Regions from separate parts of the Mus musculus genome. Here all the other regions are linked to region 5. A link is a contact called in public HiChIP or PLAC-seq, capture Hi-C and promoter capture Hi-C data. All regions are on one chromosome and are shown on one strand. The core of a region is the stretch at or near the end of the contact, and the rest is flanking DNA. Distances in the headings are between cores, read along the strand shown.

Region 1 (3,487 bases), core at 907-3,406, 300 kb after region 5:
ATGCTTTGAGTGTAGATTTAAAGGGAGATTTTACTGTGGGACATTTCAACCCCACCTGCTTAAAACTGTTATGCAAAGCTGGACCTGGCAATTGGAGCCTTGCCTGTTATCAGGCTAAGGCAGCAGGGTCCGAGACCAACCTAAGACACAGAGGGTAAGACCTGTCTCAAAAACCAAACCACTTTCGAAAAGAGGTTGGCAATTTTCCCGGAATTAAAAAATACACCCAGTAGCTGGGTTTGTCTCTCAGTTGTCCATTGCTTTCCTAGCAAGCACAAGGTTCTGGCTTCCACACCAGTACCAAAACAAACAAGCAAAAGAATAAAAATAGATGCTGCAGAGAGCATTGGAGAGTAAGAGCCCTTGCTGCTCTGGCAGAGGAGCCAGGGCTGGGTTCCTAGTGTCCCAGGTCTGCTCACAACCACTTGTCTCTTCAGTTCCAGGGACTCTAATACCCTCCTCTGACCTCTGTGCATCAGGCACATGGTATACATACAGGCATGCTCATATACACATAAGATAAAAATAAATGATAACAAAAGGGGCTGGAGAGATGGCTCAGCAGTTATGAGCACCGCTTGCCCTTGCAGAGGTTCTGAGTTCAATTCCCAGAACCCATATGGTGGTCCACAGCCATCTGTAACTCAAGTTCCAGAGGATCCAACAGCCTCTTCTAGCCTCCATGGGCACCAGGAGGTTATATTTGTGTGTGTGTGTGTTTGTGTGTGTGTGTGTGTGTGTGTGTGTATGTGTGTGTGTGTGTGTGTGTGTGTGCAAGGTACACTTACATGTCTATAGGCAAAACATTCATACACAGAAAAAAAACATTTAAAAATAATAAATCAGGGCTAGAAAGATGACTCAGCAATTAAGAGCTCTTGTTGCCCTACCGGAGGGCCGGGCACCCACATGATAGCTCATAACCATCCGTAACTCCAGAGGATCTAATGCATTCTTCTGCCTTGTTTGTTCCCTGGCTCCTTTGTTTATGCCTTAGGACTGACCATATGCTTTGTATGTACCTAGAATGATATAAAAGCAGTCTGGAAAAGAATAAACCCACTTCACCTTCAGCCCTGGCTGGAGTCATGTTCTAGTGTTGCCTTTTTGGTCTTTAATCCTCACTCACTCCCTCAAGACCATGTTGACTGACTGAACTGGCTTGGTCAGCCCGGGGAACCCCAGGCCCTGCCTACTTTGACTTTGCACGGTTATAGCTGTAGGCATCTTTATTCACCCATCAGGGATAACTTGGGGGGCAAGGTCACAGCATCACTTGGGTCTACTTGGAGATCCTCACGTTCCTGAGGGTCAACCAGGCCTTGGGGCCAGCGTTTAGCATGACAGTACAAACAAAAGAGCAAACCTCAATGCCTTAATGCTCCTTATCCTCTTCCACATCCAGAGGGCTGAGATTATAGGTTTGCACCACAGTGTCTATTTTTCCGCTGTGAGGGATCAGACCTCAGGCCTCAAGCATACTCAGCAAGCCCTCCAGCCACTAAGCCACATCTTCATCCTCACCTCACCTCATCAGTTCAAGAACTGAACCCAGGCCGTGCCGGTGAAAGTCCCAAGTGCCAGACTTTAGCACCAGGGGCACCTGGCTTTTGGAAGGTTCTTTGTGACCCAGCACCGCCCTCATTTCCTGAAAGTCCTTGGTTCTGAATACCAAATGCATTAGATAGGTTGGTCTCAGCTGAGATGCAGCAGCTCCAAAGGTGGCTCAGCTGCCCAGGAATGTGGGAGTCCCTGCTTTCTGAACTGGGGAATGTAGCTATACAACCACTCCTACATTCTGGGGGGCAGTAGCACTTGATCTATCCTCGATCTCCAGCAGACAGGAGCAACTCCAAATGAGAGCCATTCAGGGAAGGAGCTCAGTGGTGAGAAGAAACACGTGTCATCTCACATTCCCTTCGGTGCTGAGTGGGATTTCTAACTCCTTGATTGTCTGATGCGGGGGGAATGTCTGCAGTGGGCCAGAACTACTTAGGAGCCAGAATGACGGCAGCTTAAGGCCCAGACACTCTAGGGAATCTATGAGACAGTGGAGACAAAACCTGAAGGGAAAGCAAAGCTCTAGTCTGCCCGGTCCAGCTTCCTCTTTCATGAGGTCATGTCAAAGCCATACTGGGGAGGCAGAGTGCCAGGGACTGAGTGAGGTTGTTTTTTCCCTAACTTGGTTCTGAGTCACATGGCATCTCCTCTTCCCAGAATACCACCGCAGGGCTCACCCTTGGCAGCAGATCAAGCCAGTCCTAACACGCGATCCCTAATGGCATCTGGCCAGCCCTCAACTTGAGCATTCTAGCTGAGAGGCTTCTCTGGGAGGGGACATTCCCTCCCAACCTTTAAAGAAAAGGCCCTGTGGTACTGCTCTCGAGGGGGAGGGAGGCACAGCAGACTTTCGGGGACCTATAAAAAAACCCGCTTCTGAATCATGGGGCTTCAGAAGTGCAAGTCCAACGGAGGGCCTGTAATCTAAGGCCTTCAACTGTATAGATCAGTCATCGGTAAATACAGGGTACCACAAAAGGCATGACAAAGAGACACCTTTACCCACTCTACCTTTCCCCCGATTTGATCTTGTGTAAAAAGGGTGGGGTGGGCAGTGGTTCAGTTGGTAGAGTGCTCGTCTAGCATACAGGAAGTCCTCGGTTCAGTCATACCCTCCAGTTGCTAACACTGAAGTAATGACTGGAGCTGCAGGCCGACTCCCATATGATCAAGGTAGAGTGCTTGCCTAGCACACAGAGGCCCTGTGTTCAGTGTCTAGTACCCAGTAAATTGCGACTAATCCCAGCAGTTCAAGGTCCTTCTCAGCTACTTAGAGAGTTCAAGGCCATGGTGAGTTTCATGAGTCTGCCTCTCTCTCTAGAGACAGAGGTCTCTCTGTCTCACTCTCTGTCTCTCTGTCTCTGTGTGTGTGTGTGTGTGTGTGTGTGTGTGTGTGTGTGTGTGTAGGCATTCATGCCACAGTCTGTGAATGGAAATCAGAGGACAGCTTGTGGGAGTTGGCCTTCTCCTCCTGCTGTGTGGATCCTGGGCATAGAGCTTAAGGTATTTTAGGCTCTTTAGGCTTGATGGCAGGCATCTTTGCCACAAGAGCCATCTCAACAGCCAGAGACATTATCTAAAACAAACAAACAAACAAACAAACAAAAAACAGGCAGTGCCTTTAATCCTAACACTTGGGAGGCAGAGGCAGGCGGATTTCTGAGTTCGAGGCCAGCCTGGACTACAAAGTGAGTTCCAGGACAGCCAGGGCTACACAGATACACAGAAAAACCCTGTCTCAAAAAACCAAAAAAAAAAAAAAAAAAAAAAAAAAAAGAAAGAAAGAAAAATGAAAAAAGTTCTAGACCTTGGAAAATTGGAAACAGCGTCCTACAAGATGAACAAGTCAGCCTTCATAGAATTACAATCTGGCAAGAAGGAAACCGAAGCCAAAGAGAAGCCCTATTCTCTGCTTCCTGAAATCTAG
Region 2 (3,007 bases), core at 456-2,955, 380 kb after region 5:
CTTGTCTTAGTCTCTCATGCATGACAGCCAGGTGTTCCTCCATACTCTCATCTCCTGATGGAGTGGTGGGGGAAGAGTGGGAAGGTCCAGGGGCTTGGAAAGGTATCACAGCCCCAGGATAGGGGCAAGGCGGTCCCTCAAAAAGGCTCCTAAGCCCATCCAGGCAACCACTGTGTAGTTCCGGTCCTGGTCCCTTCTCCCTCTTTCTCGGAGGAAGAACCATACTCAATGAGTTGAGAGCCTGGGCCTGAGAGAGAGGTGGTGGAGGAGCCTGGGGAAGATGGTGGGTAGGAGGATGTGAGGGTGGTAGTGACCGGTGAGGAGGAAAAGATGGAGAAGTCGGTGGAGTGGAGTGGGGCCAGAGCGGGGGGAATGGTAGAGGTCGAGGAGAGAGCTGGTCCTAGGGAAAAGAGAACAAAAAGAAAAAAATCAGACATCTAAGCATGGTGGTGTAGGGGCTACCATGGATTCCAGGCCAGCCAGGGCTACACAGACCTAGTTTTAAAAAACAAAACCAAACAAAGGAACAAGAAATCAGCTCATGCTCCTCCACCCCAGCTGGGCTGATCAGAAGCTTCAAGTCCTACCTGCAGAAGAGAGTTTACCAGAGGAAAGGGAGACATGAGGAAAGAGCGCAGGAGGACAACAGCACCAGGGCCACCGTCCCCAACTTTAGAAAGAACACCTATGATTCCATCATTATCCTGGTTTACTGCTCCATGGGAGAAATGATGCGATCTATATATAACATGTATCAGGATTCTGAAATAGAGCTGTGCAGGGCAAAGAACATCCAAGTGAAGGTGTGAATAGTTCTGAGTTGACTCTGTTGGAACCTCTGGGCACTCTGCCTGCACCTCAGTTTCCAGTAAATAGAGGAGAGGCCTATATAACAGGATGATGAATGTATAAACTTCGTCACCCATAAAGTAGTACATAAACGGAAGCTATTATCATTATATATTACATATATATTCTATATTATCATTTTCTGCACCATTAAATGACAATCGGGCCGATTGCTGAAGGGTGAACTCGGTCACTAACGCTGCTACTGCAAGGATGGCAGGTCACCCGAGGTCAAGCCTGATTCCAAGTCCCTTGGCGCCCAGGAACCCCAGGGGCAGGGGGTCCATGGGGCCTGGCCGAGCCCTCTGGGAGCCTTCCCCGTCGCCGGGGGCGTGGCCGTGCTCCCGCCGTCCCCCGGAGCCCGACCCGGTGCAGCGGCCAGCCTTTCGGGCAGGACCGTTCTGCAGGTGCACCACAGGCCCGCAGTTCCGGCCTCTCTGCCCTGCCCTTCAAGTCACCTCCAGGCACAGGTAAGAACGGCGGGGACCGGGGCCACCCGGGATAGCCGCTCCCCGGACCTCACCGGGAACGCCGGCCCTAGCGGGCCCCGCGCCCCTCACACGTGCAGCACACGGGTGGTCAGGGGCGGCGGGGGCCTCTGCGCCTGCGCGGCCCGGCGCCCCGCCCCTCGGCCGGCTCTGAGGAGGGTCTCCGCCCGCCCCTCCTCACCTGGGGTCGCGCCTGGTAGGCGCGGAGGCAGGGCCCGAGGCGCCGGGCGGCCCCCGGGCTCGGACGGTACATGGTGTTCCGGGAGTGAACGGGCGCCTCCCGCGTCCCGTCTCCGTCTCCTCGCCGGGCAGCGCGCCCCGGAGCCGGCTTCGTGAAGGGGAAAGGAGGGAGGGGGGGGCCGGGGCTAAGGGAGGAAAACGGAGAGACCGTGCGCCTGCGCACAGCGGGCCCGCAGCAGCCCAGGCGCCGCTACGCGGGAGTGCGCTTGCGCACAGCGGGCCGGGGCGCTCCCAGGGCGCCTGCGCAGCCTCTTGTCAGGCCTAGCAAAATGAGGGGAGGTAGGACTGAATATAGTTTCAGGAGAGAGACTGAGGGGCATGTGAATTTGAATAATGACAAGTCACTTTTTGTCGGTAGCTATAGTGATAACAAATAAATACTTTTATTGCTCTGGTTAAAAATAACGATACAAAGGATCTGAGGCTGACAGGCCTGTTGAATGAATGAGTGAATGAATGCATCCATACTGAGGACTAAGCTTTGGCCATGGTTACCAAGGCCTGGTGCTGCGGCGTTCCTGCAGGTTTCGAATGACCCTGGCGTTCATTATGTCCCCACCCACCGTCCAGGACTGGGGGGGTGGCGCCTGGGCCCTTGGAGCACCTGTCTGTGTAGGCTCCTCCCCAGACCCATCCAGTAACAAGACCCGATCCTCACTGGCCGACCTGGTGGGCAGGGAGATGAAGCGTGTGTTAGAGCTGCTAACGGGGAATTACGCTGAGACAATTCTTCAAGGTTGTGGGTGCAGGGTAATGTACAGACACCTGTTGGGTTTTAAGGCTGGGACAGTTACCACGGTGTCCAAACTTAAGTACTCAGAGCACGACAGAGGGGAAAAACACCAGAATTCAAGCCACAAGGAAGAAGGCTTATACGACGTTAGGTAGAAAGATGTGTGGGGGAAACTGGTATCCAGTTCACACAGACTTAGGAGGAAGCAGGAGGAGTAGTGTTAGGCAGTGTCAGAAGGTGCTGGCAGCTGTTAAGGGGGAGGTGTAGACCTCACCTATCCTCCGCTTCCTGTTCCCCCTGCTTCCGTTCTTGGTTGCCTGTGGAAATACCAGGCATCTAGGGAGACTGTAGTCGTATGTGTGTGTGACCTATTTGGTTGGAGAATAAGAAAAAGTGGCTACTTACCTGTACCCAGGAATGAGGTATTGAATCCCCCATGGCGGCTGTAGTGGCAGCTTTGGGCTACCAGCCCCCAGGGAGTCCCCCTGTAGAAGAAACGGGAGATGAAGGGGAAGAGGCTCAGGATGAAAAGGTGGCATGGAGGGGTCAGAGGAGAAAGGAGGGATAGCGTGGGAACAAAGACGATGGGCAGCTACCTCCCTAAAGGATTCTTGTCTAAGACTTCTAGCAAAGGTAGGGGAGGGCTTATTTTATACTTCAAGATTTCCTGTACCATCCTGCACTGTTGCTTTGCTCT
Region 3 (3,410 bases), core at 852-3,351, 460 kb after region 5:
AAAAAAAGTCCAATTGAGACAACTTTGTTTACTGACAGAACCACTTCGTTGATTTCATCTTTACACAGAATTCTGTGTTCATATATCTACAGGCCTCCGATTGCACTCAGATAGGGTCTCATGTAGCCTAGGCTAGCCGGTCTCAAATTTGCTATTGCAGGAGAGGCTGGCCAGGAACTCCTGATCCTTCCACATGTTAAGAACTTATGTTGACATTCTGTGAAAACCACAATGTCATAGCTACTGCAGCTTTTCACTAAATCTTGCTATGCCCTCTCACTTTGGTCTTGGTAGTGTCCCATTTAGAGCCTCTATAATGGAGAACATTTATTTCTACACACAAATAAAGACAGACCTAGGAGTTAATCTGGAAGGAAAGTAACATTTTGACAACACCGTATTTCCAAACGGTTAATATATGATCCCTCATTTAGGTACACACAATCCCTGGGCTTTTGTTTAAGTCTTTAGGGGTCCATCCCTTCTCCAGGGCTTAAAACATGAATCAGGGCCCAATTTCTCCTCACCTGACTTGGGATCACCAGGCTTCCCGTTAGCCATGGGGGGAGGGCCCAGAAGGCTGGGTGGTCCTAAGAGCAGACGTGAGAAAACAGCCATCAGAACGGTGCAAAGGACTGATCACCTCGTCCTTACGTGGTCTTATAACACTCAGTTTTTAACCAGGTAAGTCATATATCCACTCAGCAGTGCCGCAAACTCTCACCCCGTCCATCTGCCCGTCCCTCTGCAGAGTTGTTTGAGAGTCCATCAGAGGGTAACAGAGGTCTCTAACAGCTCTTTCCTCACAGTGCTGCATCCACAACATGCCAGTGATTCCACGTACCCCAATCCCTCACCTTAACTGTTGGCCCATCATAGTTTTTTTCTCCTCTCCTTCCCTCGGGGGAGTAGTTCACAGAAGGTTGACCTAACCAGTGGAAGTGTGGTCACAAATTGTCTTCCCGATCATCACAATCTGTAACATCGCTGCCACCCCTCTCCCCCCGCCATTCTGCGGTTGCGCAAGCCAGATGTTTAGCCGAGCCGCCACCTCCCCTGCCTTCTCCAGAAAGGATTAGGAGCCAGATTGAGGTTGAGGGTTCAAGCAAGCGAAGCCCTCAATCCAGGTTCCACCAGCATCCCTCCCCCACCACGTCCCACCCCACCTCCACGCGTGCGCCCTTCCTCCTTCCGTTGGCACCTCCTCCCCCGCATTTCATTCTATCCTAGCCCCCTGGCCGGCTGACAGGCGTGTGCACGCCCTGCCCCTCACCCATGGGGCGCTCATCCTCCTCATCTCCAGGCTCGTCCCGCTCAGACAGTGCGAGATGTTGCTGCTGCTGCGGCAGCGGCGGCGGCTGGTCCTGCTTCTTTCGTTTCGGCATAGCGGCTGCGGCAATGGCTGCAGCAAGATTTGGAGGGCAGTGAGGAAGGGGCACACTAGCTTTCCTTCCGCTTCCGGGTGGGCGATGGGCCGGGTGACCGAGGCGCCCACCATGCCACTTCCGGGAGGTCGTGGATGTGCCGCGGCCGTTCGCTCCTACAAGGTGCCTCGCTCACCCCGCCGCGCGCGTGGGGAAGCTTTGCTCCCCCTTGTGCAGTTCCTCTCCACGTGGGAAAGCACCACCCCATTCCAGTGAGACACCGGACAGGCTTCGGGACTCTGGCGGCACGCGAGAGGCCTGTCGCATCCTAAGGTCGCCACATCCGGGCCCCAGTTACCATGGCAACAACTACAGCCACAACTCCGTGCTCTCTGACCTCTCTCCAAAAGTCCTTGTCCCGCTCGCTTTTCCTCCTCACCCGCGCTCGCACGTGTGGCCAGTGAACCTGCCTCTTCCGCAATCTCCTTACCGAGTCCTGTTGCCGCAGGCCAGTCCACGGGGCAGCCAGTCCACCGGGCAGCCAGCGCAGTCCCGGCTCTCCCGCCAGGGGCCATCCTCTCCAGGCGGCCGCGCGGTGGGGCGTGTCCTCGCCCCGTCGCCCGGCCCCCGCCAGGTGAGTGGCAGCTCCCGGGAGCGCCGGGCGGCGGTGACACGCGTCCCCCCTCCCGCGACTGCCACTTGGTAGCGCCCGTGACGGAGTCGGCTCGGGCCTCCCACGCGCGTCTCCCGCTCGCCGCACCGTGCATCCCGGACCCGCGGACTCTCACGTGCCGCCGCTTGCATCCCCGCCGCCCCGCTCCCCGCTCCCCGCCGCTCGCTGCTGACGTCACCGCGGCCCCGCCTCCCCAGGGCCCCGGGCCGCCGGCGGGGGCTGCCCCGGGGAGTCAGTTGCGGCGGCGGGGAGCTCGGCGGAGGGCGGGCCGGGGCTCCGGGGCCATGCCGAGGAAGAAGCCCTTCAGCGTGAAGCAGAAGAAGAAGCAGCTGCAGGACAAGCGGGAGCGGAAGCGAGGTCAGGGAGGGGGCGGGGCCGCTGCGCAGCTCTGGAGGAGGGCTGTGCCGCGGCACCGCGGGCGGGGGGTGGGTGGGTGGGCTCTCGCGATCCCGCGTGGGCTGCCACGGTGGGGGTTTCCCGCAGCGGCGGGACGGGGAGGGGTGGAGGGTGGGGGATGGGAAACTCTGCTTCTGCTTCTGCTGCTGCTGCCACAGGGCGCTGTGACGACCTCCAGGCCCATCCGGGACGGGGTTGGGGCGCGCGGTTGGGAAGATGGAGCCTCTGGAGAAGTTGGGTCGGCTGAAGAAGAGCTTGTCCTACCGGCTCGGGGGGCTTTAGGTCCCCTAAGAACCGGTCTACACCGGCGTCACCGGCCCCTCCCCTCAGGGCTCCAAGATGGGCTGCGCTCCAGTTCCAACAGCCGCAGCGGTAGCCGGGAGCGGCGGGAGGAGCAGACGGACACGTCGGATGGGGAATCCGTGACCCATCATATCCGCAGGCTCAACCAGCAACCTTCCCAGGGCCTGGGGCCCAGAGGCTACGACCCCAACCGGTAAGCCAAGGAGAAGGGCGCTGGCCGCAGTTTCCCCGCCCTCACCCTTAGGAAAAGCTTCCGATGAAGGATTGAAAGTGGAACTAGTGAGGCTGGAAGCCAAGGAAGGTGGTTCTCCCTGGATGGGCCACAATCTTTCTTGCCTTCCAATGGGGACTGTCAAGAGTTTGTTTAGAGGAGACTTGAACAACCAGGAGAGGAACCTTTGCAGTTTTGTGGTCAGAAGAGGAGATTGTTTGTCACAGGACTCCACTAGATGTGTGGTCCCTTTCCCCTTAGATACCGGCTGCATTTTGAACGGGACAGCCGGGAGGAGGTGGAGAGGAGAAAGAGAGCGGCCAGAGAGCAAGTGTTGCAGCCGGTCAGTGCTGAAGTGTTAGAGTTGGATATCCGGGAAGTGTATCAGCCTGGCTCAGGTGAGTGGGGGCTACTTGTGTATGCCATCAGCCTGGGGAACTTGCTGGCCAGAGAAGGGGTCCAG
Region 4 (3,387 bases), core at 476-2,975, 470 kb before region 5:
TACATGAGGCAAGGTTTCTGATAATAGGAGCTCCTTTCAGAGAAAGGACAGAGGCCCTGGGATGGGGGCTGGTAACATAAAAGGAAGGAGCTACCAAAATCCACGCTTGGCAGAAGTATGATTTCAGGTCCCTTTGGCTCTCTGTGCTCCTCGGAGGCTGTGGAGGCAAGAGGCCACAGTCTTGTACAGTTCAGGCCTGTCATTGTCCCATGCTCCCTCCCAGCCAAAGATTTAGTAGTCTATTTCCATTTCCCCTTCTCTATGCAATCCTTACCAAGCTTCCCTAGAAATCGAGTCATAGCCTCATCCTGTTTGGCACTTGTGACAACAGACTGGGGGTTGATTTCATCCAGAACTTGAAGAGAGAAGGAAGGTGCCTGATGAGTCGAAGGATATCTCCACTGTGACTAAGAGGAAAGTGGTGGCTCTCTTCCTGCCACTGTCTGTTCTCCTCAAGAATTTATCATCTTAGCCAGGCATGGTGACACATGCCTTTGACCCCAGCCCTTGGGAGGCAGGGGAATCTCCATGAAATCAAAATCTGCCTGATCTACACAATAGGTTTCAGGATAAACCAGAGCCACATAGTACATAGTGAGACCCTGTCTCAAAAAAAAACCAAAACCAAACTAAAGTTATTTTATGTCTGTAAGGGATGGTCTGCACACTGGGAGCGCAGTGGAGGAGACTTAGTAAAGGCACGGTGGGAAGGAACAAGAGTGTCCTGGAAACTATCACTAAAATCATGGTTTGCCAGGGACAAAATCTGTAGCATTTCACATACAGTAGGTACCTAATAAAGTTGTGTTGAATAAGTAATTCCTAAATCAGGTGACTATAAACTACATGAGGATGTATGAGTGAACACACGTCCCACCCCAGAGGAGAGGAATGCAGGGCTCTGTCGCACCTCTCTGGAGAAGCTTTAGGCTCTCGTGGTCTGGGGCATCTGGCATGAAGTGGATAGTGGAGTCACTAGTGTCATAGTAAGCAATGCCCAGGTATCCCGAGCTCCACAGCACGCACAGATGGATCTGTCCCGCGAGGAAGGAAAGGGGATCGATATCTGAATCCCTCGGAAGGGCATGGATTGGTCATCCCTTATTATTAATCATTTAACCAAATCTCGGAGATAGGCACTCATGGGGAGTTTAGTCAACGTGAAACGGGGTCGGCTCAGCCTCTCCCAGCCCTCCCAACTCCGCGGACACCTCGGCGGGCTCCTCCTCGTCCTCTTCCTCGATACCTCCAGGCCCCGCCATTGGGGGCTGAGGGCTGGGGAAGCTGGCTGAGGGGATTCCGGATCTGGGTCCGGGTCCCGGCGGCGTCCGGCCTGGGGTCGCTCTGAAAGCCATGGGCTCGGCGACTCTGAGGACATGGGAGGGGAAGGAGGTCCAAAAGCAGCATTCAGCAGGCGGCTGGTGCGCGGGCTTTCAGGGGACAGGCGCGGGGGCTGCCCCTTTAGGTTGGGAGCAGCTCCGAGCTACTGTCCCACCCTCATTCCTGTCACTCGAAGCCGTGCTTTGGAAGCTCTGACGGAGCGCGCTGTCACGTCAAGTCTCTCCCGCCACCCACGCCCTTACAGCCGCAGCGCGCTCTCCTGACCCACCCCCACCCCCTCCCCCACCCCCACCCCACTGGAGCCGCCAATTCGCAGCACTTTCCCGCCTTTTCCGTCACCTCAGCCGCGACGATCCACCTCCCTGACCAACCGCCGCAAGCCTGCAGCCTGTAGGCGTGGGCCGCGCGCGCTCGCCCCGCCCCCTTAGTGGCTGAAAGGGTCTGCTTAGCCATCCAACGGGAAGGCGGTGAGGACGCTAGATGTCGATTGGTCCGTTTGCATTGGGGGCGGTGCTAGAGTGTTCAAAATTCCCGCCCTCTGCCGTTGCTAAGCAGCCGTGTCGCAGAGCTTTGATTGATGTTGGGCGGAGCCCGCCCTAAACTAAGGTCCCCGCCTGGAAAAAGGGTCTGGGCCACGGTGGAGAAGGCCAGAGCCCGGAGGCCGACCTTAAAGGGCCAGAGGCAGTCTTCCTCCTTCCTGAAGAGTGGAGAGAAGCAACATTAATTCAACCTGTGCCAACAGCAACAACTCCGTTAATATTTGTACCCACTAAGTTAATATTTATAAAAAACTCAGAACAGTGCCCAGCAAACAAAGTAAGCGCTACATGAGTGTTTTAAATAAATAAGTGGAAGTAAGAACTAACTCCTGTTTCAGACCTACTTTGCCTGTTTCCTGATTGCAGGAGATGATCACCAACCACAGGAGCAACACGGGGCTTGATTATTTTGGAACCCCTGAAGAGGAAGTATAAGTATCTGAAAGACACTAAATTCTGAAAGTAGACCTAATTAGAACACATACAACCATACTACAGTCCTCTCACCCCTAAGGACACAGGGTATCTCTGACTGATGATCCATCTGGATGGGAAAGAAGGAGAAGGAAGGAGTTTCTGAGGGAAAGAAAAAAAACCATACTTTACAAAACAATAAACAAACAAACAAAAACTTCAGTGCTGGCTTAGCAGGTAAAAGTACCTTCAATTTTGTACCCAGATTGTCCTCTGTCCTCCATACCTGTGCTGCTTGTACACACACACTCACACTCACACTCACACACCACATAATTTTTTAAAAACTGTCCTAGCTACACTAAACTAAGATCCTGCCTGAGGTTCAGAAATGGCATGAGGTGACCTGGCTCTGCTGATCAGCGACTGGAAAAATCATCTCCAAAGGGGAGCAGGTCTAAGGGCTGGGTTAATGGTTACTCTTGGCAAATTATTGAGCAATGGAGTTATGGAAACCTGGAAGAGGTTATTGGTGACAGCTCTGGGGAGTGGCAGAGAGGGACACACCTTCCATTCTGGGGTATGAAGAGATTAGGGACTGGTTTACCAAGAAGAGGAAGGGATCAGACCCAGGAAGAGAAGGCAGCAGAAGAAAAGAAGAGCTGGAGAAAGAAGAAGTGGGAGCTCAGAGATAAGATGGCAGTCTACATTTTTTTTTTTTTTAATGCAGTCCTGGCTTCAAATCCAGGAGCACTGCTGGGTGATCCCAGGACAGAGCAGCCTGGAAAATAAAGGCAAGATAACGCATTTGTGTGTGCGTAGCAATTCAGGCAGCCACAGTCAATAGTGATGATCAGAGCAGCTGCGGCCATAAAGACAGCCAAGAGAGGCAGCCAAACCTGTTTGAATCTAAAGTTTCTCCCAGCGATCTAACTGTGAGCAGATTGCCCGCTGGCCACTTGCTGACCAGAGGGAAAAAAGGAGGTGTCTGGGAAATAAGGCTTCATGGAAGCCATCTCTCTTATCAGTGGGAAGAGGCTCTGGTGCAGATCTCAAGGGTCAGCATAGAGGGAACATTCTTAGGACTCAGCTG
Region 5 (3,360 bases), core at 786-3,285:
CTGTGCTTAGCTCTTGCTTAAACACCACTTCTGATAAAAGGCTTATTTCTTTTTCTACCTAAGACAGCCCCAGAACTCAGGATCCTTTTGCCTCAGCTCTGAGTGCTGAGATTGCCTCTTGCTGTCTCTTAGCCTCTTTGTGTCTCATTTCCCTTGCAGGCAGCATCCATCTACATCTAACAGAATAGGGCCCAGACCATAAACTCACTGTTGCCTGTTGGGGACTAATAATGCCCACGACAACCTCAGGTTAGGCTTCTCCAAACATTGCATTTGGTCTAGGAAGCTAAGACCTGAAGATGGAATACTGAGGTAAACCCCAGCCTTTGTGGACTGTCTTGGGTTGGGACCGAATGCCTAGGTCACTAGAACACTCATAAATGCCTAGCAGGAACAAGGTGCTTCAGCAAACGTGGGAACAGTCAAATCTGAGCTTAATACTAGAATGTAGAATTTGATGACAGCTTGCACACCCCTCTTAGGTCCGGTGTAGGCTAAAGCAGACAAGCAGGTTTAGTCCTGTGTGGAGCTGACAGAAGTGTGAGCAGACAAGACGGAACCAAGACTGCTCACCAGACTAGGACTCTGGGAGGCAGGTAGCAGGGTCCCAGAGGCTCCTCTTACTCATGCCTGTCTGGGGCTCTTCTGCTCATTGCTTACCTTGGCTGCTGTGATCCTCCAGGCTGACCCTCCAGTCGTCCCCTTGGAGTTCAGCATGCAATTCCGCATGGACTCCAGAGATGAGGCCGGGCTCCTGCTGGGGCCGCAGGGCCACATCACACAGGTCGGCCCTGCAGCCCAATCGATAGGTGCAGCCAGACTTGGACGGGGGGTGGAAGGTGTAGAGGTCACCGCCCCTGCCGCCCCCTATACGCAGCAGCTGGAAACAGGGCAGCATGGGGGGTGCCCCCTCTGCACCACTTTGCCCACCTCAGAAGTCCATTCCCTCTCCTACTCCTGGGTCATGCACCGTGGGCTTCAATTCAGTTCTCTCTGATGTCAACAGCTAAGTATTGTGCCTAATGCCAACTTAAGCAGTGCAGATTCAGAGCGCCAGAGGCCTGGATATGCACCAAGACAGAGGCTGTCAAGATGAGGTTTAAAAAGCAATTCCAGTAAAGTCCTGATGCGATGCAAAACCAGGAAGACGTCTTGTGGCACCTCAGTGAAGCCGGATCCTCAGGCGGCTCAACATCCGGGAGCCTCCGACAATCTGTGCAAGGCAAAGCTAGTTTAAACCGCAACTGGGAACAGGCAGAGGGGGTGAAGGGGCCCTGGTACACAAACGTGCGTGTGACACGGGTCTTCTCCCTAAGTGTAACCTGGAGTCAGGGAATTTATGGTTAAACTTTCTAATCCAAGTAGCGCACCCCTTCCATCTTTCCCCCCCACCCCCGCTCTTCGGATCAGTTCCCCTAAGGGAAGTGAATCCACTGTCACCCGCAAAGGGCGGCGCAGACGGGTCCCTAATTCTGTAACAAAGTGGATCTCACCCTTTCTTTTTTTCGCTCGCGGGGTAAACTGAGGAAGGGATTCCGTACCCTGCGTCCCGCGCTCCCGCCGAGGTTTGACAGCCAAGGAAGCCGCCCCGAAGGCGGGGCTTGGGTGAAGGCGCGCGCGCGCGCTGCGCAGACTCCTCCTTCGGAATTCCCGGGTCCGACTTCGCGCCCGCGAGCCCGCCCCCCCGCCGGCTGCTTCTGATTGGCCATCTGAGTTGCACCCATTTGCTCTATTGGCCGATGCGCAGGGGGGAGTTGCTCATCTCCCGCTCTCCGCCACTTCTGATTGGCCGGCACGTTTTCCCGGGTTCCCGGGGAGAGGAGGGGCCGTCAGGGCGCGGAGAAAGTTTGGGGCGTCAGGGTGCCTGCTTGCACCTTTCTTCTTCCTATTTCCGGTAGGGAGAAATGGAGCTGTAGAGCAGCCCGCCGCCCCGCGCATGCGTGATCTGGGTGTGGCGTCTAGACTGGGTGCTAGGTGTAAGGGGCGTGGCAAGAGGGCGGATCTCGCGCTGGGTAAGGGGCGTTCGGGGAGAGTCAGTTGGGGGCGGGAAGAGTCTGAGAGGGGGCGCAAGGGGGGCGGAGGGGATCCACAGGGCAAGAGGGGTGCAGGAGCTGGGTCAAAGGATAGATGAGGAGGTCAAGACAGCCTCAGAGTTCAGGGTCCTGACGGGGATTAGCCCGGGGTGTGTGCGGGAGAGAAGTGGGGGAGACAGGACAGGGAGCGACCAAGATAATTCCATCGAAAAAGACTCATACTAGGTCTAGGAAGAGAAACGGGTAGGAATCGCGGGGGTTGAGTGAAAAAAAAAAAAACCCAAAAACTTGAATTCTGATGGAAGTGGGGGAAAGAAGATGCTGTAGGACTCCGAAGAGAGATGCATCGGGAATGGAAGCCGAGGGGATAGAGAGCAACTGAGGCCCGTTACAGAGAGGCCCAGATGAGTTGCCAGGAAGCTGGCTTCCCAGCAACGGGCTCCCGGCTGCTCCGATTCCTCAGGGATCCTAGGGAAGACGCTTAACCCCACATGTGGCCTCATTCTTCCCGGACCAGGCCTTGGGCTAACTCTTTAATAGGAAATGACTCAGAAATCCTGGCTCGATGGTGCCTAGATGGGCTTCCCAACGGCCCTACCATTCCATGGCAAGGACTGTGGAGAGTGGGCTCCTTATACTGTGTCCAGAGAGTCCTGAGCTGCAGGGACCGTAGACACTTAAGGAGGAAGGTAAAGGCACACCACCCACATTCCTGTAAGTAGAAGGAAGCCTCGTCTCAGTAAATTTACCTTAGGGTTGTTGCCTGGTTCATTCTATCAGGAGCGTAGTTGGGACAAGCAAGTGGTTTGGTTACCGTGTGCCTTAGGGAAGTAGGAAAAGAGAAGCGTACAGCCCGATAGACCTGTCAGTAACTTAAGGATTATGACTTTGTTTTTATAGGGCTTTTTCTTTGGAAGGTGGCCTGAAAAATTGAATTGAAGTATCCTTGTTTCTCCTATTGTCCAGGGGAACATAGGTGACTGGAGACAAGAGCTACAGGATTCATATAACAGGAAGATGTTGCCACCGTCAGGTCAGTGAGGCTAGTCAAGGAGACCAGGATCATCTCCCTCTTCCCTCTCCCCCTCTCTCAGAATCTGACAGTCTTTATTCTTGTGACCCCCTCAGGTTTTGCTGGGCTGGTTCCTCCCTCCCACTTCCAAGCTCGGCCCCTTCCAACTCTGCCAAGAATGGCCCCGACCTGGGCTTCAGACGTTCCCTTGGTCCAATCTCCGGCCAGCCAAGATGTCTTAGAGAGACGGCTAGATGCTCAGAGGTCGACAGTGACCACGTGGGGACAGGATTTCTGTGGAGATGGGCAGGGGCT
Region 6 (3,394 bases), core at 6-2,505, 350 kb after region 5:
AGGATATGCGCTGCAGAAAAAATAAAATTTTATACATATGATATCCACTTGTCTGTCCATGACTCTCAAGCCGCAGAACCAATTGTGGGAAGGAAGATGAGACCTAGTTTTTGCGGTGATAGCCGAGCACTCTAAAACGATCGCAAGGCTGGGGCCACACCCCATGGACCCGCCCCATCTCTCAGTCGTCCAGTCCTGTTCCCTCCAAATATTAGTTTCTCCGCGTATAAATCAGGGAACCCACGGGAGACAGAATAACTCTCTGGGAGGAGAGCGAACTCCCAAAGCCATTTTGCCTCAGACCCCAGGGCCTGGCAGCCGCCTTCTCTGCCACGGTAACAAAGACTGGCTAGGGAAAGAAAAAGCGTGGGGAGGAGCGGCGAGAGATGGGAAGGGCGGGTCCGACTCCAAGCAGCTGCCGCTTCCTCCCCATGTCCCTCAGGGGGCCTGAGTCACGGGCCGCCGCCCCGGGTCGGCCAGCTGGAGAAGTGGGTCTGGACACCCCGCTTCTTCGGGGCTGCAAGGAAGGAAGCGGGTGAAGGTCTCTGGAGACAGACAACGGAGAGCGAGGGGATAGCCACAGCAAGAGAGAAGTCCCACCAGAGTCCACGCGGGAAGGAGGGCAGCGAAGCCCCGCCCTTCGCCGGGCTCCTCCCTGCGCCCCCTTCCCTCGCCCCATTGTCCGTAGACAAAGCGGTCGCCGCCCCCGCCTGGCCCCCAGTCTGCGTCTCCGTCCCTCCTCTTAGGCTCCCTCTTCCCTCCTCCTCTGTTTCCCTCCCTCCCTCCGGATCTCCCTTCGCCTCTCTCCTCCTCTTCCTCTCTCCCGACGCCTGACTCCACTGCACCTCCTCCTAGGGACCCCGAGGCGTGTAAGTTGACTATGTGGCTCCCACTTTAAGAGAAGTGCCTCCTGGCTCCAGATCTTCCCTGGAGTGTCTCCCCTTTTGCATAGATTGTCCCTTCAGTTCCCTCTGGTGCACAACCCTTTGGGTCAAGGTCCCCTGAGAGCCGGCTCCCTGGTTGGGGAAGACAGCAGAGGCGTGATGTGGGTCCTCGTCGCGCCCGAGTTCTGGAGCGTATCCGGTGGGGAGGCCGGCGAGATTGTAGGGACTGAACGCGGCTGGACGCCAGGGTTCTGGGAATGTACGGGGCTGCACACTTGCTCGGGTACCAAAAGTCCCCAAGGAGGGTATTTCCCCTGACCCGCCTCGGGGGCGGGAAAGACAGTGGGGTAGGGGCCGGACTGAGGGGCGGGGCCGAGCGCAGCCGGGAAGGCAGCCGGGAGCTGCGGGGGCCCCGTGCGAAGAGGCGCCGGCGCCCTTGCCTGTTTCCCGGTCTCCCCTTCTACCCTGGACCTCTGCCCTCTACATCTGTCCTCACCTCCTCACCTCCTGCCCGATCTCCTCGCCCTTCGCCGTCTGGTTCCCTGTTCTTCCCGTTTATCTCCCCCTGCGTACCGGGGGAGGCAGTCTTGACTGAATCCGCTCACTTCTCAGCCCCGGCTCCTCCGGCTCCTCTCTCTCTCCTGCTTTTCCTCTCTCCCCTTTCTTATATCTTAGGGACGGTCTGGTGCCCACAAACCCCAATCTAGCTCTGCCTCTGCCCGGAATCTCGACTCTTCCTCTCCCACTATCCCCACCCCCAACTTGGCACCCAGCTTTTCTCTTCAGTTTTTCAGTTCCTGACTCTTTTGCTGTCCTTCCTTTCACGGCCTTCCTCTATCTTCATTCTTAATTCCACTGTCCCCTCCTGCCCTTCTTCGTCCCTTCCCGCATCACTTCCTCCCCCAACCCCCATTCTCAGTCTCCGGGCTCCTCTGAAGCTTACCCTTCCTGTTCCTGTCCCCCAATACTCTCTCCTTCACTTCCAGTGACCATGACCGCTATCCCAGATTGGAAGCTACAGTTGCTAGCCCGGCGGAGGCAGGAGGAGGCAGCGGTTCGTGGCCGCGAGAAAGCAGAACGGGATCGCTTGTCCCAGATGCCAGCCTGGAAGAGGGGAATCCTGGAACGACGCAGAGCCAAGTTGGGCCTGCCTCCTGGAGAGGGGAGCCCTGTGCCTGGGAATGCTGAGGCTGGACCTCCAGACCCAGATGAATCTGCTGTCCTTTTGGAGGCTATTGGACCAGTACATCAGAATCGATTCATCCAACAGGAGCGACAGCGGCAGCAGCAACAGCAGCAGCAGCAGAGAAACGAGGTGCTTGGTGATAGGAAGGCTGGGCCTCTGGAGGTTCTAGAAAGGAGATCAAGTCCTGGTAATTTAAGAGATCAGAGTCCTAAGGGAAGAGAGTCCAGAGAAGAGAGGCTAAGTCCCCGGGAGTCCAGAGATAGGAGGCTGGTGATAGGGGGAGCCCAAGAGTCAAGTTCGAGGTCTCTTCGAGACTGGAGGCAGAGCCCAGCAGAGGCCAGAGACCTGAGTTCCAGACCAGCAGAGGCTCAGAAATGGAGGCTGAGCCCTGGAGAAACTCCAGAGGAGAGTCTGAGATTAGCGGGTTCTGGAGATGACAGTCCCAAGAGAAAGGAGGTGTTGGAAAGCATTCTGAGCCCTGGGGAGCCTGGTGACCAGAAGGCCAGCCCGACAGATGTCCATAAATGGAATCTTGACTCAAGAGAACCCCAGAAACAGAGCTTGATACAGCTGGAGGCCACAGAGTGGAGGCTGAAGTCCGGTGAAGAGAGGAAAGACTACTTGGAAGGGTGTGGGAGAGAGGAAGAGAAATTGAGTTCAGGGATTGTTCCGGTGACAAAGGAGGTTCAAGACATCACCTCGAGCGAAGTGGAGACTGCTGAGCAGAGACCCACTGAAAGCTGGAAATGGACCCTAAACTCTGGGAAGGCTCGAGAACGGACGACCTGGGACATAGATACACAAACTCAGAAGCCAGATCCTCCAGCATCTTCAGAGAAGCACCCAGGACCTTCTGGTATGGAGGCTGAAGAGGAGGCTGAGAAGGAGGAGGCGGAGGCTCAGAGCAGGCCTCTGAGAGCCCAGCAGAACCTCTGCTCTGGGCCCTCCCCCCTCCCACCAGAGCACTCTGGGACGGAAGGCTCCAGACAGCAGGAAGAGGAAGCGGCAGAACCCCGGCCCCCAACACCAGCCCCTCTGTCTCCCCCACCCTCGGCCCCAACTGCCCCCCAACCCTCTGGGGATCCCCTCATGAGCCGTCTGTTCTATGGGGTGAAACCAGGACCGGGGGTGGGGGCCCCCCGCCGCAGTGGACACACCTTCACTGTCAACCCACGGAGGTGTGCGCCCCCTGCCAGCCCAGCCCCTCCAGTCAACCCTGCTACAGCTGATGCTGCAGGGTCTGGATCTGGGAAGAAGCGGTACCCAACTGCAGAGGAGATCTTGGTGCTGGGGGGCTACCTCCGTCTCAGCCGCAGCTGCCTTG

What was found. Promoter capture Hi-C pulls out the DNA fragments that hold promoters and counts their contacts. HiChIP or PLAC-seq counts read pairs in DNA pulled down with a chosen protein or histone mark. Capture Hi-C pulls out chosen DNA fragments and counts their contacts.
Region 1: an HNF4G HiChIP or PLAC-seq map of pancreatic cancer cells shows a contact between it and region 5. The contact joins the enhancer-like site here to the promoter of Cchcr1 in region 5. A contact is called at or near these places in 9 of 39 promoter capture datasets (the C10 cell line, the HPC-7 cell line, cranial neural crest and 5 more), 5 of 484 Hi-C or Micro-C datasets (the G1E-ER4 cell line, embryonic stem cells and olfactory sensory neurons), 5 of 115 datasets of contacts at active chromatin or transcription factors (effector CD8 T cells, embryonic stem cells and pancreatic cancer cells) and 2 of 9 other capture datasets (liver and pancreatic islet).
Region 2: a promoter capture Hi-C map of pancreatic islet shows a contact between it and region 5. The contact joins the promoter of 2310061I04Rik here to the promoter of Cchcr1 in region 5. A contact is called at or near these places in 4 of 39 promoter capture datasets (cranial neural crest, embryonic stem cells, liver and 1 more), 1 of 484 Hi-C or Micro-C datasets (CD4 T cells), 3 of 115 datasets of contacts at active chromatin or transcription factors (embryonic stem cells and pancreatic cancer cells) and 3 of 9 other capture datasets (adipose tissue, liver and pancreatic islet).
Region 3: an HNF4G HiChIP or PLAC-seq map of pancreatic cancer cells shows a contact between it and region 5. The contact joins the promoter of Gnl1 here to the promoter of Cchcr1 in region 5. A contact is called at or near these places in 3 of 39 promoter capture datasets (cranial neural crest, neural stem cells and pre-B cells), 2 of 115 datasets of contacts at active chromatin or transcription factors (memory CD8 T cells and pancreatic cancer cells) and 1 of 9 other capture datasets (adipose tissue).
Region 4: a contact with region 5 is called in a promoter capture Hi-C map of erythroid cells, with 9 times the contacts expected there. The contact joins the promoter of Msh5 here to the promoter of Cchcr1 in region 5. A contact is called at or near these places in 1 of 39 promoter capture datasets (erythroid cells) and 1 of 9 other capture datasets (liver).
Region 6: a contact with region 5 is called in a capture Hi-C map of embryonic stem cells, with 2.7 times the contacts expected there. The contact joins the promoter of Ppp1r18 here to the promoter of Cchcr1 in region 5. A contact is called at or near these places in 8 of 39 promoter capture datasets (the 3T3-L1 cell line, the HPC-7 cell line, the SN4741 cell line and 4 more), 2 of 484 Hi-C or Micro-C datasets (embryonic stem cells and uterus), 4 of 115 datasets of contacts at active chromatin or transcription factors (embryonic stem cells, neural tube and pancreatic cancer cells) and 3 of 9 other capture datasets (adipose tissue, embryonic stem cells and liver).

Annotation. Positions count from the first base shown.
Region 1 is chr17:35,811,210-35,814,696 of GRCm38.p6, forward strand. No RefSeq gene overlaps it. Among named protein-coding and RNA genes, the nearest start is that of Ier3, 8.8 kb to the right of the region's middle. Within about 2 kb of position 2,157, at least 276 of the 459 cell types and tissues checked have an H3K27ac peak or open chromatin away from gene starts, as enhancers often do. A contact at or near this core is called in the G1E-ER4 cell line, the HPC-7 cell line, effector CD8 T cells and 5 more, where this site is marked.
Region 2 is chr17:35,895,673-35,898,679 of GRCm38.p6, forward strand. It overlaps 2310061I04Rik (RIKEN cDNA 2310061I04 gene), which reads right to left and starts at 1,706. Exons shown (of 6, transcript NM_001033630.1): 1 at 1,519-1,706; 2 at 1-400. The coding sequence starts at 1,590. Atat1 (alpha tubulin acetyltransferase 1) reads right to left here. Exons shown (of 13, transcript NM_001142744.1): 11 at 2,716-2,795; 12 at 2,585-2,627; 13 at 1,923-2,243. The coding sequence ends at 2,069.
Region 3 is chr17:35,977,854-35,981,263 of GRCm38.p6, forward strand. Gnl1 (guanine nucleotide binding protein-like 1) reads left to right here and starts at 2,102. Exons shown (of 12, transcript NM_008136.2): 1 at 2,102-2,394; 2 at 2,764-2,929; 3 at 3,209-3,345. The coding sequence starts at 2,322. It overlaps Prr3 (proline-rich polypeptide 3), which reads right to left and starts at 1,442. Exons shown (of 4, transcript NM_145487.4): 1 at 1,274-1,442; 2 at 528-590. The coding sequence starts at 1,385.
Region 4 is chr17:35,045,020-35,048,406 of GRCm38.p6, forward strand. Msh5 (mutS homolog 5) reads right to left here and starts at 1,726. Exons shown (of 25, transcript NM_001146215.2): 1 at 1,681-1,726; 2 at 1,212-1,368; 3 at 911-1,034; 4 at 275-355; 5 at 95-157. The coding sequence starts at 1,355.
Region 5 is chr17:35,515,218-35,518,577 of GRCm38.p6, forward strand. Cchcr1 (coiled-coil alpha-helical rod protein 1) reads left to right here and starts at 2,036. Exons shown (of 18, transcript NM_001372297.1): 1 at 2,036-2,722; 2 at 3,000-3,066; 3 at 3,162-3,360. The coding sequence starts at 2,525. It overlaps Tcf19 (transcription factor 19), which reads right to left and starts at 1,607. Exons shown (of 4, transcript NM_001163764.1): 1 at 1,542-1,607; 2 at 661-1,213. The coding sequence starts at 898.
Region 6 is chr17:35,865,360-35,868,753 of GRCm38.p6, forward strand. Ppp1r18 (protein phosphatase 1, regulatory subunit 18) reads left to right here and starts at 1,256. Exons shown (of 3, transcript NM_175242.1): 1 at 1,256-3,394. The coding sequence starts at 1,876. It overlaps Nrm (nurim (nuclear envelope membrane protein)), which reads left to right. Exons shown (of 4, transcript NM_134122.2): 4 at 1-41.